Regions from separate parts of the Danio rerio genome. Here region 1 is linked to region 2. The links are chromatin contacts, called in public Hi-C maps. All regions are on one chromosome and are shown on one strand. The core of a region is the stretch at or near the end of the contact, and the rest is flanking DNA. Distances in the headings are between cores, read along the strand shown. Region 1 overlaps psd2 (pleckstrin and Sec7 domain containing 2). Region 2 holds the start of cxxc5b (CXXC finger protein 5b).

Region 1 (6,875 bases), core at 667-3,166, 160 kb before region 2:
GATCTTGTGTTAAAAAAAGAAAAGAAAAAGACTGATTAGAGCATGTATGATCATATTTCGAGATTCAAGATTCCTCTAACATATTTTGAAGCTGATCACAACTACAGATAAACCCCTGCAGCAGAAACAAACCCCATGGAAATCTCTGTTGTTCAAACATTCCCATTCTGTGGGACTGCTTTGAAAGTCAAATGTGTGTGCTTGTGTACAGGTTTAGATATACTTGTGAGGACCCAATTTCCTCAATTATATAGTGAGACATTAAAATGTAGATTCTACACTGTCAATAATGCCTGTAAATTAGCATTTTTCAGTATTTTGTGATCCCTGTTAGTATTTTTTATGCTTTTGAATCTCATTATAAGAACTTGGCCTTTCTTCCAACAACTTTTAACCTTGAATAGATTGAAAAAGTGACTTTTATGAACATTTAATACTTTAAAGTGATATATTGTTTGGGTTGGGGTTGTATCTTACACTACAAAACCCTTGTAATAAACTGCCAGTGCGTTTTCGGTTATTTTACAGACTTATTTCTCGATATATTATTTCTTATACTCTAAATAATTTCAAACTGAAAACTTTCACTTTGTTGAACTGTAGAGTAGAGGATGACACGGGAGGGGATTTTCACTCCTATCCTGTCCCACTCCCACAGAAAGAAATCTTGTCCCGTCCCACTCCCAGACCAGAGTTTAAAAAATAATCCTGTCCCATCCCGCTCCTGGTAAAATGATTCCCGCTCCCATCCAGCTCCTGTTTAAAATGACTCCCGCTCATGTACCGCTCCCATATATATATATATATATATATATATATATATATATATATATATATATATATATATATATATATATATATATATATATATATATTTATTTATTTTATTTTTTTTTATTTATTTATTTAGTCTTTAGGTAATAACCAGCTGCTGAGTCTTTGTTTCTAGGTTTTCTGGAGATCAGTTACAGTAAATTGAAACATAATTCTCTATGTCTACAATAGTTTAATAAACCCAAACAGCACATAAAGCTGCATTTTACTCATTTATTGAAATGTTTTTTAATGTTAACAATTTTCATCCAATATGCTTTTGCATAATGAAAAAGAGAAATGCAGCATTGCACAATTTAAGCATATTGAATAAACATTGACAAGTTTTGAAAAAAAAAATCAAATAAGCAAAAAGTTATACAGGCATACATGCGCATAGATATGATGTTAGCTCCCTCCAGCACTGATGGCTTCTGGGTTGTGTGTGGTTTTTTATTTATTGTGTTACATTGTAGGCTTATTAAAAGGAAACTACAAATGGGGGTGCATTTTTTTGTCATGTTCCTATTGGTTGATTCCCGCTTCCGTCTGCCCCGTTAATATTTTATCCTGTACCGTCCCGATCCCGTGATTAATAGCAAAGATGACTCCCATCCCACGGGAACCCCGTGACCAGCGGGATTCCCGAAAAATGTCAATCTCTACTGTAGAGTTGAATTTTCCAACATCCAAATTCAACAGAGCAGAAATCAAGATCCCATAATACAATTCACAACCATAAAGAAATGGAAAACTTTTGTGAATCGCAAAATATGTAAACTTTTAATTAACAGATATTTTTTACAGTGTTGTGATCACTACTTAAAAGTGCACATAAATCAGTCTGAACATGTTTTCATTAGCATTTAAGGATGTGCACTTGTTTCTGTGAGAGATGGGTTTAGTAGTAGGGTTAAGGTTAGACCATAGTATGATATAAAAACAATGAAAATCTCTCTAATGTCCTTATTAAGATTGTGAAACAAACCTGTGATTGTGTGTCTGTTTACATATATCATGTGAACCCTAAGCAGCACTGAGCCACTGAGCACTGAGCCATGTCGAGCCATGAGTGTGGAAAGCACATGAGTCAGTAAAGTGTAAACCGATCAGCCCAACTAACAAGACACACACTTCCTGTTTTTCTGCTAAACACACCCTTGTTTCATGACTCTCGTCTATTTAAGGGAATGTTTAGGGAAGTTTGTAAGCATGCTTGTTGGAAAACAAACATCACATGACTTCAGATTCAACAGCATATAAGGAAAAAGAAAGTCAACCAAAAAAATTATAATCTGTTCTCAAAAATGATGTTTGCTGTTTGTTCAAGCTACCTGTTTTAAAATAAGCTGAAACAACATAATTCTTGAGTTTTTATTGTGGCAACTTTACATTTTTTTGTTAAATCCACTTTAATTTATGCAAACTAAGTTAACTTAATTCCTTCATGTTGTCCCAACACATATTGATTGTGTGGAAACCAGCATTTTTTACAGGGTGTTATTTACTACTGACAGTTCCACGAGAATTTTTAGTTCTTAGAACCAACCCATATTTAGAAGGATATCTATCTATCTATCTATCTATCTATCTATCTATCTATCTATCTATCTATCTATCTATCTATCTATCTATCTATCTATCTGTCTGTCTGTCTGTCTGTCTGTCTGTCTGTCTGTCTGTCTGTCTGTCTGTCTGTCTGTCTGTCTGTCTGTCTGTATTAATTATTATTTTAATTATTAACATTTTTACCATGATTACACACTTTCAGTGTAACAATAGTTTATATAAAAATTGGCTGGCATTTTTAGATTTATTTACTTACTAACACTTACTTAATTATTTAAATCCTTACTTTACTTAAATTACTTTCATTTAGGGCTGCACAATATTTAATAAATCTAACGTTGCAATATTTAGTTTTTTCTGCAATACATATTATGATTTTAATACAATTTCACCAGATGGCTTGAATAGCTCTATTTGGGGGTACAAATCATTAATTTAGATTCACTAGGTGGATTTTGTAAGGGTGTGATTCATGTATAAAAATAATAAATAAATTCCAAGCAAGAATAATTACATTAGAACAAAGAAAAAAGTCAAATAAACAGTGCTTTATGGTTTTCGGAGACAGTATTAAGGTATAGAAATTGAATAATGAAATGTAAAATGTAAAAACATAATCTTCACCAATGTTTCTTCTAGGATATTTTCCATCTGTGGTGGCAGGCCTTTTACACAGATCTACCAAACTACCTGTGGTGTCATTTCAATGACAAATGTCGTGAGCGCAGTATTAAGTCGAGATTGCATTTATGTAATAGCCTACAAGCAAGCAAATCACTTTGCTTGCGCGCCGACTTCCTCTGCTCGTGCACAAAACTTCTTGCACGCGCCCTCAAATATACGCTGCTCAAGAGCAGATCTTCTTGTGCACTCTCAAATAGACGCTGCTGAAGTGTGATTTAGTGTGTTTATAACAAGTATGTCTCCAACATTTATTAGGTTTGCTTGGAATATTTATGAAAGTCTCCAATACACCTACAGAGCGATATTTATGTGTCCTGAAGTAAAGTGAAACAGTTATACGTCGTGTTTTCTGGCCTCACGCATCACGCACCTGTCAGTCAGTCAGTCAGTCAGCACGTAACCTTAAAGGGTTAAACAAATGACGCACAGCCAGGGCAGGAGCAAGCTGAACTGCCGCTCTAGGCAGAGGACATTCATACCACCCTCAACCCCAATGTGAAAACGAAAGTGACCGGTTATGAAAATAAAGTGAGGTGTCGCGGACCTCTTTTCCAGCGCACTATGCGCGGATATAACTGAGGATGCGCGGGTGCTGAGGGAGGGAGGGAGGGAGGTGTCGCGGACACTGCGCTCTCTATTCTGCCGCCCTATGCGCGGATATAACTGAGGACGCGCGGGTGTCGCGGACTTTAATTCTGCCGCCCTATGCGCGGATATAATTGAGGACGCGCGGGTGTCGCGGACTTTAATTATGCCGCCCTATGCGCGGATATAATTGAGGACGCGCGGGTGTCGCGGACTTTTATTCTGCCGCCCTATGCGCGGATATAACTGAGGACGCGCGGGTGTCGCGGACTTTAATTCTGCCGGCCTATGCGCGGATATAACTGACGACACGAGGGTGCTGATGGAGGTGTCGCTGACGCCACCCTCTCTATTCTGTCGTCTATGCGCAAATATATCTGAGGACGCGGGTGGTGAGGGAGGTGTCGCGGACATAACTGAGGACGCGGGTGGTAAGGGAGGGGTCGCGGATGCCGCCCTCTCTATACTGCCGCCCTATATGGACGCGCCGGCCCTGCGCACAGCACTACTATGGTTACAGAAAAGTTTGCTCTGTTATAATTCACTTACCTTTTAATAAGTTTTGGTGCGATTATCACCCGCTATTAAAAAAAATAACACGACTGAATGTTTTGAATGAGAAGCTGTAATGATGGCGGGATCAATTTTGGAAGCCCCCCGCCATGGAAGAATGAATGTTGCGGAAAACATGCTTCACTGTATTCATAATTCAGTAAAATAATTCTTCATTAAAGTTACAAATGTTGTACATTTTTGTGACCAAATGCTTTAAATTCTCTTGAAATGCCTTTAAAACTGTCATGTTTACAAGCGAACAACCACCAGATGTCGCTGGAAAACACACACATACACACTTAGAACTACACTTTTCCTGGACTACAACTTCATACATGCTCTTCGCCCACACACCTGCTTTCTCATTTAGCTTGATTTACATTCACACCTGAGGACTTTCAGAGACTGATTACACACAGTATTTAAGCAGCACACACACTCATTCACATTGCCGAGTCTTGTTCACTGTAAAGTAGCATTACAACGCGGTTTCCTTGTCTTGTTTTCCTGTTTTGAACCTAGCCTTGTTTATTTAGTTATCCTTGTCTGCCGCCTGCCTTTCGATCTCTTGATTGTTATACTGACTACGATTCTGGATTGTCCTCACATACCTGTTTGCTCCCGTATTGACCACTGCTTGCCTGACTGTGAATAAACCTGCATATTGGATCCTACCTTCTGTTGTGGTGTTACTCCCCGGCGTTACAAAAACACAGAGAACTGATAAACATTCGTTCTGTTATGGTTATACTTTGCAATGACTTCACAAATGTCATGTATTCTCAACTGTTATGCTGATCAACAAAAATCTCTCAACATTGCAGATCCATTGGACACACACATTGCGATATCAATGCTGAAACGTTATATTGTGCAGCCCTAATTTAATTAATTACTTACCAGCTTACTTCCTTTCTGTGATTATCCCAGGGCTATTCCACTAAAAACGTAACACCTTTTTTGCTGTTATTTTGACCCTCTGTCATTTTATGATCTAAATAATTACTATTATTGTTTTTAATTTGTAGAACAAGACCATATCTATGGTTTACTCAACCACCTAAATATAAAGTGACTTGTAAATCTTAACAAAAATAATTTCTAAGTAATATTTTTTCACAGCTGTATATACAAAATCCCTAGTAATTAATTAGCATTTGATCAACTGGCTTTGATCCAAGAACAAAACAACCTTCGTGAAGTTTCGTACAATATATGAAGACAGAAAAGAAGTCAGGTCAGTGACAGCTGAGTAAATAATGATTTTTTTTTTTCAGCTGAACAAACCCTTTACCAGATAACTGGGGTGTGTGACATGTTTACCTCATGACTGTGTTAAAAAACAAAAGTCAGATGAAGTAGAAAAGGAGGAGACTTTAAGAAATAAATGAGAGTCTTTTCAATTTAATCTGACACTTGTGGTAAAACAGGTTTAAATTCATCTTGCCCGACGAGGCATTATGGGAAATCACCTGCGCAGTTTCAGCACCATTAATTCCATGACTCAATTTCTCATGATGTTGGACACAAGCCAAAGAAATGTGGAATCTTCAAACATTTCTACCTGCTTTCCCGTCAGTTTCCTTATTCACCCACAACAAACAAACCATCAGGAGAGTTCCTGCTGTACAGTTTCACATCTTTACTCCTCCGTTTTAAACACAAACTCACTTGTGCAGCACTCGATGTTTGTCATTGGGCTTTGTGATGATGATGTTATTGTCTTCTGACTTATTTACTGCATCACTATTGTCTTTTGGCACAGATACACCAGTCATTTCATTGACGTGTGTATATGTTGGGCAGCTGTAATACAAATATGGAAAATTGCTTTCTCTGGAGTGTATTTCTTTGATTTCCACACTGTAAAACGCGATTGGTTTCTTTAATGAAATATTACGCATATCTGTTGTAACATGGAACTGTTACGTTTTGAATAATTAAATTTTAATTTATTTACAAAGTGAATGTGGTGAAAATACGGTGCTCTTCTTGGTAATGGTGCTCTAGGGAGAAGGTGAAGGATAGTGAGAGTTCGGGTGCTGGATCGTCACAAGCTGGAGTCTGCTGTGGGAGAGACAGAGAGACACAAGCGTTAGCGCAGGGAGTCATCTGAGGATGAAGCTCGTCTTCTTCCTGTGTGTGGCTGGCTTTTATGCCTCTCTGTGGCTGATGAGCTCCAGCTGTGAGCGATCCGGTGCTGATTAGGTGCCAGCGGGGATGAATCTTGGTCCAGGGCGACGTGGCATCGGTATACTCGCTACACTATGTATATTATTTGATTATGGTTGTGTTGGGACAACATAAAGGATTTAAGTTAACTTATTAGTTTTTATTAATGCATGTGGATTAAGTATAAAATAATTAAGTTGTCCCAAAATGTAAACGTTTTGTTAATGCAGTTAAATGTAAATAAGTAGTTTAAACAAACAACGTATGTAATTGTTTATTTACACCCTATACATTATAAGGCAACTGATTTAATCACCTTTTTTAAGGTAACTTTTTTTCTGTGTTTAAAGGTCTAATAAAATGCCCTCCCCACTTCAAATACAACTTAAAAATGTCTAAAACTAAAACTCTAAATCAGAAAAATGTTTACAGAATGGAAAACGCAAATAAAAAAAAAAGTAGTCATAAATTCATTGCAGACAATATAAATGTTTAAA
Region 2 (7,355 bases), core at 2,556-5,055:
ATTTTTGATCTTTGCAGTCAAATATCTAGCATCTATAGTTTATCATATTTCATTAAGGCATGTTATCACATGTTTGAAATGGCAGAGATCTGCAGTTTGCATCCTCTTAGAGTGAAAACAGACTTGCAGAAGTAATCATTTTTGGATAAGAATAGGGTAAATAAGACTTTAAATAGGTCTAAAATATAAATTATAAAATATTTAGTTTATATTAAGTTACATTATACATTTTTTCTACACATATTTACACATTTATTTACTTAAAATAACAGAGTAAATAAATAATAGTATGATTATTTATTTACTCGTTTTATATGAATTATTTTTAAATATAAATTTTAATGTATTTAAAATTGTGTTAATTTATTTCTATTTTATTTGTGTTTTTTATTATTTGAATCTCATTTTAGTTAATTTATTAAAATCATATTTAAATCTAATTATTAATTTTTTATTAATTATTTATTAGAACATTTTAATGAAAAAAATTTTCTTTTATTTGTTTTATAAATATTATGTGTTTGTTTATATTAATAAGATTTTGCTATTATTTATTATTTAAAATGGTTTTATATTTTCTATTTGTCAAACATTTTGACTGAACCCCTGGTATATAATATAATATAATATAATATAATATAATATAATATAATATAATATAATATAATATAATATAATATAATATAAACATTTTTGTTTTCTTTTTTAAACATTTCCCAAGTTATGTTTAACAGAGCAAGGACATTTTCACAGTATCTCTGATAATAATTTTTCTTCTGGTTTTATTTTGGCTAGAATAAAAGCAGTTTTTCATTTTTTTAAATCTATTTTAAGGTCAAAATTATTAGCCCCATTAAGCTATATTTTTTGATAGTCTACAGAACTACAGACATATCTAGTCAAATATTATTTACTGCCATCATGGCAAAGATAAAAGAATTTAGTTATTAAAAATGATATTATGTTTAGAAATGTGTTAAAAAATCTTCTGAAAAAAATAAACAGTGGCTAATAATTTTGACTTCAACTGTATATATATATATATATATATATATATATATATATATATATATATATATATATATATATATATATATATATATATATAATTTGATGTTTCATGTATTGCTTTATAGCTACTATTTAAATGTTCCTATTTAATGTCAGAGTCTATTGTGACCACTTACCCCATGTGACATCATGACCCCCCTATAGGACCAAAAAAAGGGCTTTTTAAGTTAACAGAATTGAATTCTTTTCCAATAACATTGAACCCATTCATTAACTTCTTAGTAATCAACACTATAAAAACAAAAATCACGTTCAAATATAAACACTAACACTCGCTGAGCTGTAAAAGTGAGCAGATGCCATTTCTGGCGGATCCAAAAACTGTGTTAATGAGTCTGCGTTAAAGTCTTATACGCGCATTTCAGCTGATTGAGTCAATTAAAACCTTCTGTGTCACGTTTACCTGACAAAACCTTTTTTACAGCTGTCATCAAAACACCTGACCGTATCCATTATGATTACATCACATCCACTTGAAAGAGTCACGATGGGAATAAAAACTTACTGGAGACGGAGACCCCTGATCTGCAGGTAAAGCAGGACAAAAGCTGCATACAGTGAGGGTTTCCGTCAATCATTGACCTGCCTTACAGATAAACAAGTTCCTAGCAACAGTTTGAACGGCGATGCAACGCTGGACCTCCTCATATGTCAAACACACAGACGAGGCTCGCATGCACTCGGAAATTGCTGTGTCCAGTATTGCGGCGAGCCAGAGGGGACAATAGCGCGACGTAGAGAGATCTGGACATCACCAGGGAACAATGGCCAAACCTGCACAAATAGCCCAACTGTGCCTAAACAAGATGACCTGCTTATCAAGATCTACGTGCTCCGTCAAACAATCCCCTCAATTAAACCCCCGCCGGATCAATCGGAGACACAGACCTGGGCTGATTGCATATATTCACGTTGGGTGGTTGAGATAATTAGAATGCAAATACGCAGCACACACAAAAAGTTTGCATGCAACTCATAATGGATTAATGATAAACAGCGCGTAGCTTGATTTACACTTACCTCTCTCCAAGAGGGTTTCTGAATTATTCACACATTCCCACTCGGTATACTCCACGTATTTTTATTTATTTTTTTATCCGGACAACCGACAAATGTCACAATGGTATGTTTACAGTGGCAGCCGAATAACAAACAAATACCCGTAAATGCAAGTATTCCGTGCGCCTATTTGATTACGCGTGGCAAAGTTGCACCGATGCATCTAACGCATACAGGCAAATTGTCACGCAGATGAACCGCGGATCATTTAGAAAGTAAAACAAAATCCCTTTTGTCTCATCTCGAGCGATGTGTCTATGGTGACAGCGCGCGGTATGCGCCAACACGTCGCGTTGGTTAGCCTAAGCGCATTCCCTTGTTATTTCCCTGCCAACTTATTCGTCTCGGCTGCATGTCATTGTAACTTTGAACAGTCCTCAACAAAGTCTCGTTCCCCTCGCTTTGATAAACACGGCGTATCTGCATATTCGCCAACACGGGCGTCTTTTCGTTCGCGCCGCTCGCGTGAGCCGAGGGGAGCGTTCCGACTGTCCGAGCGGTCCGGTGCTCTCACGCGCTGCGGAGATTTAAAGAAAAGAGACGGAGAGAACGCAGTGTAAAAGAGGCAAACGAATGCAAATGCTCACCCAGACAGAATTGTGCTCGCGGTTTCCTTCAATAAAGCCCAAACGCCGGCAGATACGCGCAGAACGCACTTTGTCCGAGAGCGAGCGCGTGCGCTCCTCCAGCCTCTCGCGTCTCTCTATCCCACCTCCACATCCTCGCGCCCGGAGAAGAACATGCAAACACATTTCATAGATTTTTGGAGCTTCACACAAAAACCGAAGTGGACTTTCCGTCGGGGACAAAATAAATAAACCTTCAAGAGGTGTGGATGAAGGCGAGGGGCGTCTGCGCTGCTGCTGTCGCTCTTCTCTGTGCATATGAGAGAGGAATAATGAATGAAGAATAGTTTTGAGAGGGCTGGACGCTCTGCCCATTGTTGACTCCATTCTTAACGGCTGTTGGCTGCGCGCGTGATTGATTTATTATATCAGAACTTTTGCACATTCACGCTTTCCAGGAACTTGCTGCTGATTGACATAATATGCAGAACACGACACCATTCACTTATAAGAGATATAATCCTGAGGGGTGCTGTTATTCGGCGTAAAATTCAAATTGCGAATAATAATCATGTAACTAAATGATAATAATTAGAAATAATATTAGTAGTAGCCTAATAAAAGCAAAACGTGCATTCACGTGCATTATATTGTTATTGCTTGTAAAAAAAAATTATATTAGTTTATAATTGGTAATATTATTAGCCTATTTTATGCGTGAATAAATCTATACGGCTTATGGAGTATTTTTATTATAAGTATTTTATTAATCACATTTACACTGTTACTTGATTGTTGTTTAATCGTAATAAGACATGACATTTAGATTAAATCATTTCACAATTGATTATTTTATTATCATTCAATCAAATTAGAAAAGCCACAGAGTATCTTCTCCAACAGTCATTCATCTGTGCGGTCGTTACCATATTATCGTCGTGTTTCTCTGTGGCCGAAGAGCCATTTTGCTGTGGGTCCATTTGTCCGTCGGTCCAGTGGCTCGCGGACGCTCCTCCTCGCTCTTCGAGTCCACTCCACCTCTTGTGAGCGTCCTGTGAGTCTGGCAGGCGGCCAGCTGAAGTGTGGGGAAGTGACACCGCCAGGGCGGCAGAAATTTTCCTCCGTTTCGGGCTCCTTCCCAATCGCAGACGGGCGCGCGTGCATTGGCTGGAAAGTGGAACAGCTCGTCAGGGACGATCAATGCGGATCGATCAGTGCGGCGCTGCCGGCTGCGGGTTTGAGAGGGGGGGTTGCGTGTTTCAGACCTCCACAATTGCATTAACGGGAAAGTTTAAGCTTGAGTAAAGTGACACTACTGCTGCTGCACTTCCCATCATGCTTTTTTCTTCATTCACCAATATTCACAAAATGCTTATGGGACAAAGTTTAACATTATGAATTAGCCTATACCACAACATTAAATAAAAATGACCATATACAGTTGAAGTCAGAATTATAGCCCTCCTGAATTATTAGCCTGTCTATTTTTTCCCCAATTCTGTTAAACGGAGAGAGAAAAAATATTTACATTTAGAGCACATTTGTAAACACACACTGCAAAAGATGTGCAGATTTTTACAACATGTTATTGTAATTTTTCACAGTGAATTACATTAGTATTTACAGGATTTAACTGTAAAAATTCACAGTAATGTGTAGTATTCATCATTTTATTGTGCAATGAATGTGGGTAGGATGATTACAGCAAATTACTGTAAAAGGGCTATATCTTTTGCATGTTAATTCAAACTCTTTTTATTTCATTCAACATAGACATTGGTACAAATAACCTTTATGCTAGTTTTGGCACTTTTTGATATTTAGAAACAACAGAATATTATTGCAGCCATAAAAACAATTTGGTCTTCAAAAATAACTTGAAAGAATATCGTCCTGTTTTGAAACAACATGAATGTCATGGTAAATTTTCATTTTTAGGTGCACTGTACCTCTTTTTTTTATTTTTTACAGTTAACATGCAAATATGAAATAATTTTAACATAACTTTGTGCTTAGCAAAAAATGTAATAAACTGGAACAAAAGCAATTGATTCATGAAACCAAAGATTGCTAAATGCACCCAAAATCATTTCAAAATCATGGTAAATGTTAGAATGACTAGCAGAGGAAAGCCTGCTTCACAGTAAAATATAGTTAATTCTACAAGACAAATACTGTGAAATCACAGTAATAAACTTCACTCTCTACTATGAAGTTAAACTATATGGCTGTAATTTTACAGTAATTTAATGTAACAAAATCACAGTAAATTACAGTAAACTACCTCACAGTAATTTGCTGTGAATTTACGTACAGTATTTTACTGTTAATGTAATGCAATTATTAGCCAGTAATTTACTGTGAATTTACGGTAAAACAATTACAGTGTAGTTTTAATAACTAATTTATAATAAATGATTTCTTTTATCTTTGCCATGATGACAGTATATGTTGTACTGTAGTTACACTGAACAAAAATGTGTCTCAATATAACTATCATAATTTATTCCAAAGATTTTTTTTTTCAAATGCAGGCCTGCTAATGATACTAATATTCGTTTGAACACATAGAATAGGTATAGCTTAAAAAGACAGTTGCTTTTTGGCATTACTGTAGTAATTATAGGGACTAATATGGCAGCTAATGTACCATAGTATAATTCATAACACAACAGTAATACAACTTGTAGAAATAGCACTTAGAGCATTCATGCTTATAACAATAATAATAAAACAATAGTAGTTTTTGAGATAAAAGAAAAGCCGTCCATTAAATACAAATTAATATTTTACTCAAAACACCTGAAATGATCTCCTAATTCATATTTTCATTAAATATATAAAATAACTAACTGATCACATCACATTAGGCTACATTGTATATTATTAAAACTTTGACAAATATAGTGGCAATAAGATTTAAACTTGTACGTTCAAAAAAAGTGGTATTACCCATGAATGCTTGAAAAACCCCTTTTGTCATATTTTTAAATATTTAAAGACAATTAAAATATATTATTGAAAAAATATATATTGATAATAGTCACTTCCAGATTTATTCATTCATTCATTTTCTTGTCGGCTTAGTCCCTTTATTAATCTGGGGTCGCCACAGCAGAGTGAACCGCCAACTTATCCAGCAACTTTTTACACAGCGGGTGCCCTTCCAGCCGCAACCCATCTCTGGGAAACATCCACACACACAATCACACACACACTCATACACTACGGACAATTTAGCCTACCCAATTTACCTGTACCACATGACCTTAAGACTGTGGGGAAAACCGGAGCACCCGGAGGAAACCCACGCGAAGGCAGGGAGAATATGCAAACTCCACACAGAAACGCCAACTGAGCCGAGGTTCGAACCAGCGACCTCCTTGCTGTGAGGCGACAGCACTACCTACCTACAGTGCCACTGACTCGCCGTAGTTCGAGATTTAATAGCATATTATATAGTATTGAAATTAATCAAAATATTTATTTATTTATGTTGAGCACTGTATGTACACTACCTGACAAAAGTCTTGTCGCCTATACAAGTTTTAGGAACAACAATTATTAACTTGACTTTTAGTTGATCGTTTGTTATCAGAAGTGGCTTATATGAAAGGCAAATGCCTCTAGATTACGCTTATTTTACCAAAATAAAATATCATGAAGTCTTGATTTTTAATTTTTTCATTAAGACAGTAAGGTCTGACTTTGCTTAGACAAAAGTCTTGTCACTTAACACAAATAATCTACAGTATAGAATATAAAGTCATGATGCAGTGGAGAAAGAATTAATATTGTGTATGACTCCCATGAGCTTGGAGGACTGCATCCATACATTTTTGCAATGACTCAAATAACTTATTAATAAAGTCATCTGGAATGGCAAAAAAAAAAGCTTTCTTGCAGGACTCCCAGAGTTCATCAAGATTCTTTTGTTTCATCTTCAATCCCTCCTCTATGATCTTACCCCAGACATGCTCAATAATGTTCATATCAGGTGACTGGGCTGGCCAATCTGGGAGCACCTTGACCATCTTTGCTTTTAGGAATTTTGATGTGGAGGCTGAAATATGAGAAGGAGCGCTATCCTGCTGAAGAATTTGCCCTCTCCTGTGATTTGTAATGTAATGTGCAGCACAAATGTCTTGATACCTCAGGCTGTTGATGTTGCCATCCACTCTGCAGATCCCTCGCACACCTCCATACTGAATGTAACCCCAAATCTTGATTTTCCTTTACCAAACTTGACTGATTATTGTGAGAATCATGGGTCCATGTGGGTTCCAACAGGTCTTCTGCAGTATTTGGGATGATTGGGATGCAGTTTAAGAAATGATTAATCAGAAAAATGTACCTGTTTGTAAATGTACCACTTTTCCAACTTGAAGTCAAGTTATTGTTTGTTGCTCTCATAACTGGAATCGATGACAAGACTTTTGTCAGGTAGTGTATGTATATATAGTGCACAACATAAAGGAGTACACTTTAAAAATGAATATTTTTATCAATTTCTCACTGAATATAGGTCCTATATTTTGGTGCATTTCAACAAAACAGATTTATTAAACAGATACATTTATTTAAATAATATTTTAGTCACCGAACATCTTTAGAAATAGAATTAAAATACATTTAAATTATTGCAAAATATTTGAAAAA

The links. Hi-C and Micro-C count contacts between places; a contact is called where the count stands out from the background.
Region 1: a Hi-C map of an unstated tissue shows a contact between it and region 2, with 2.3 times the contacts expected there. The contact joins the enhancer-like site here to the promoter of cxxc5b in region 2. A contact is called at or near these places in 2 of 18 Hi-C or Micro-C datasets (caudal fin and an unstated tissue).

What each region holds. Positions count from the first base shown.
Region 1 is chr14:8,642,317-8,649,191 of GRCz12tu, reverse strand. The region is part of intron 2 of psd2 (pleckstrin and Sec7 domain containing 2); the gene reads right to left. Among named protein-coding and RNA genes, the nearest start is that of zgc:92242, 9.7 kb to the right of the region's middle. Within about 2 kb of position 1,916, at least 23 of the 62 cell types and tissues checked have an H3K27ac peak or open chromatin away from gene starts, as enhancers often do. A contact at or near this core is called in caudal fin, where this site is marked.
Region 2 is chr14:8,484,077-8,491,431 of GRCz12tu, reverse strand. It overlaps cxxc5b (CXXC finger protein 5b), which reads right to left and starts at 3,805. Exons shown (of 3, transcript XM_073922521.1): 1 at 3,623-3,805.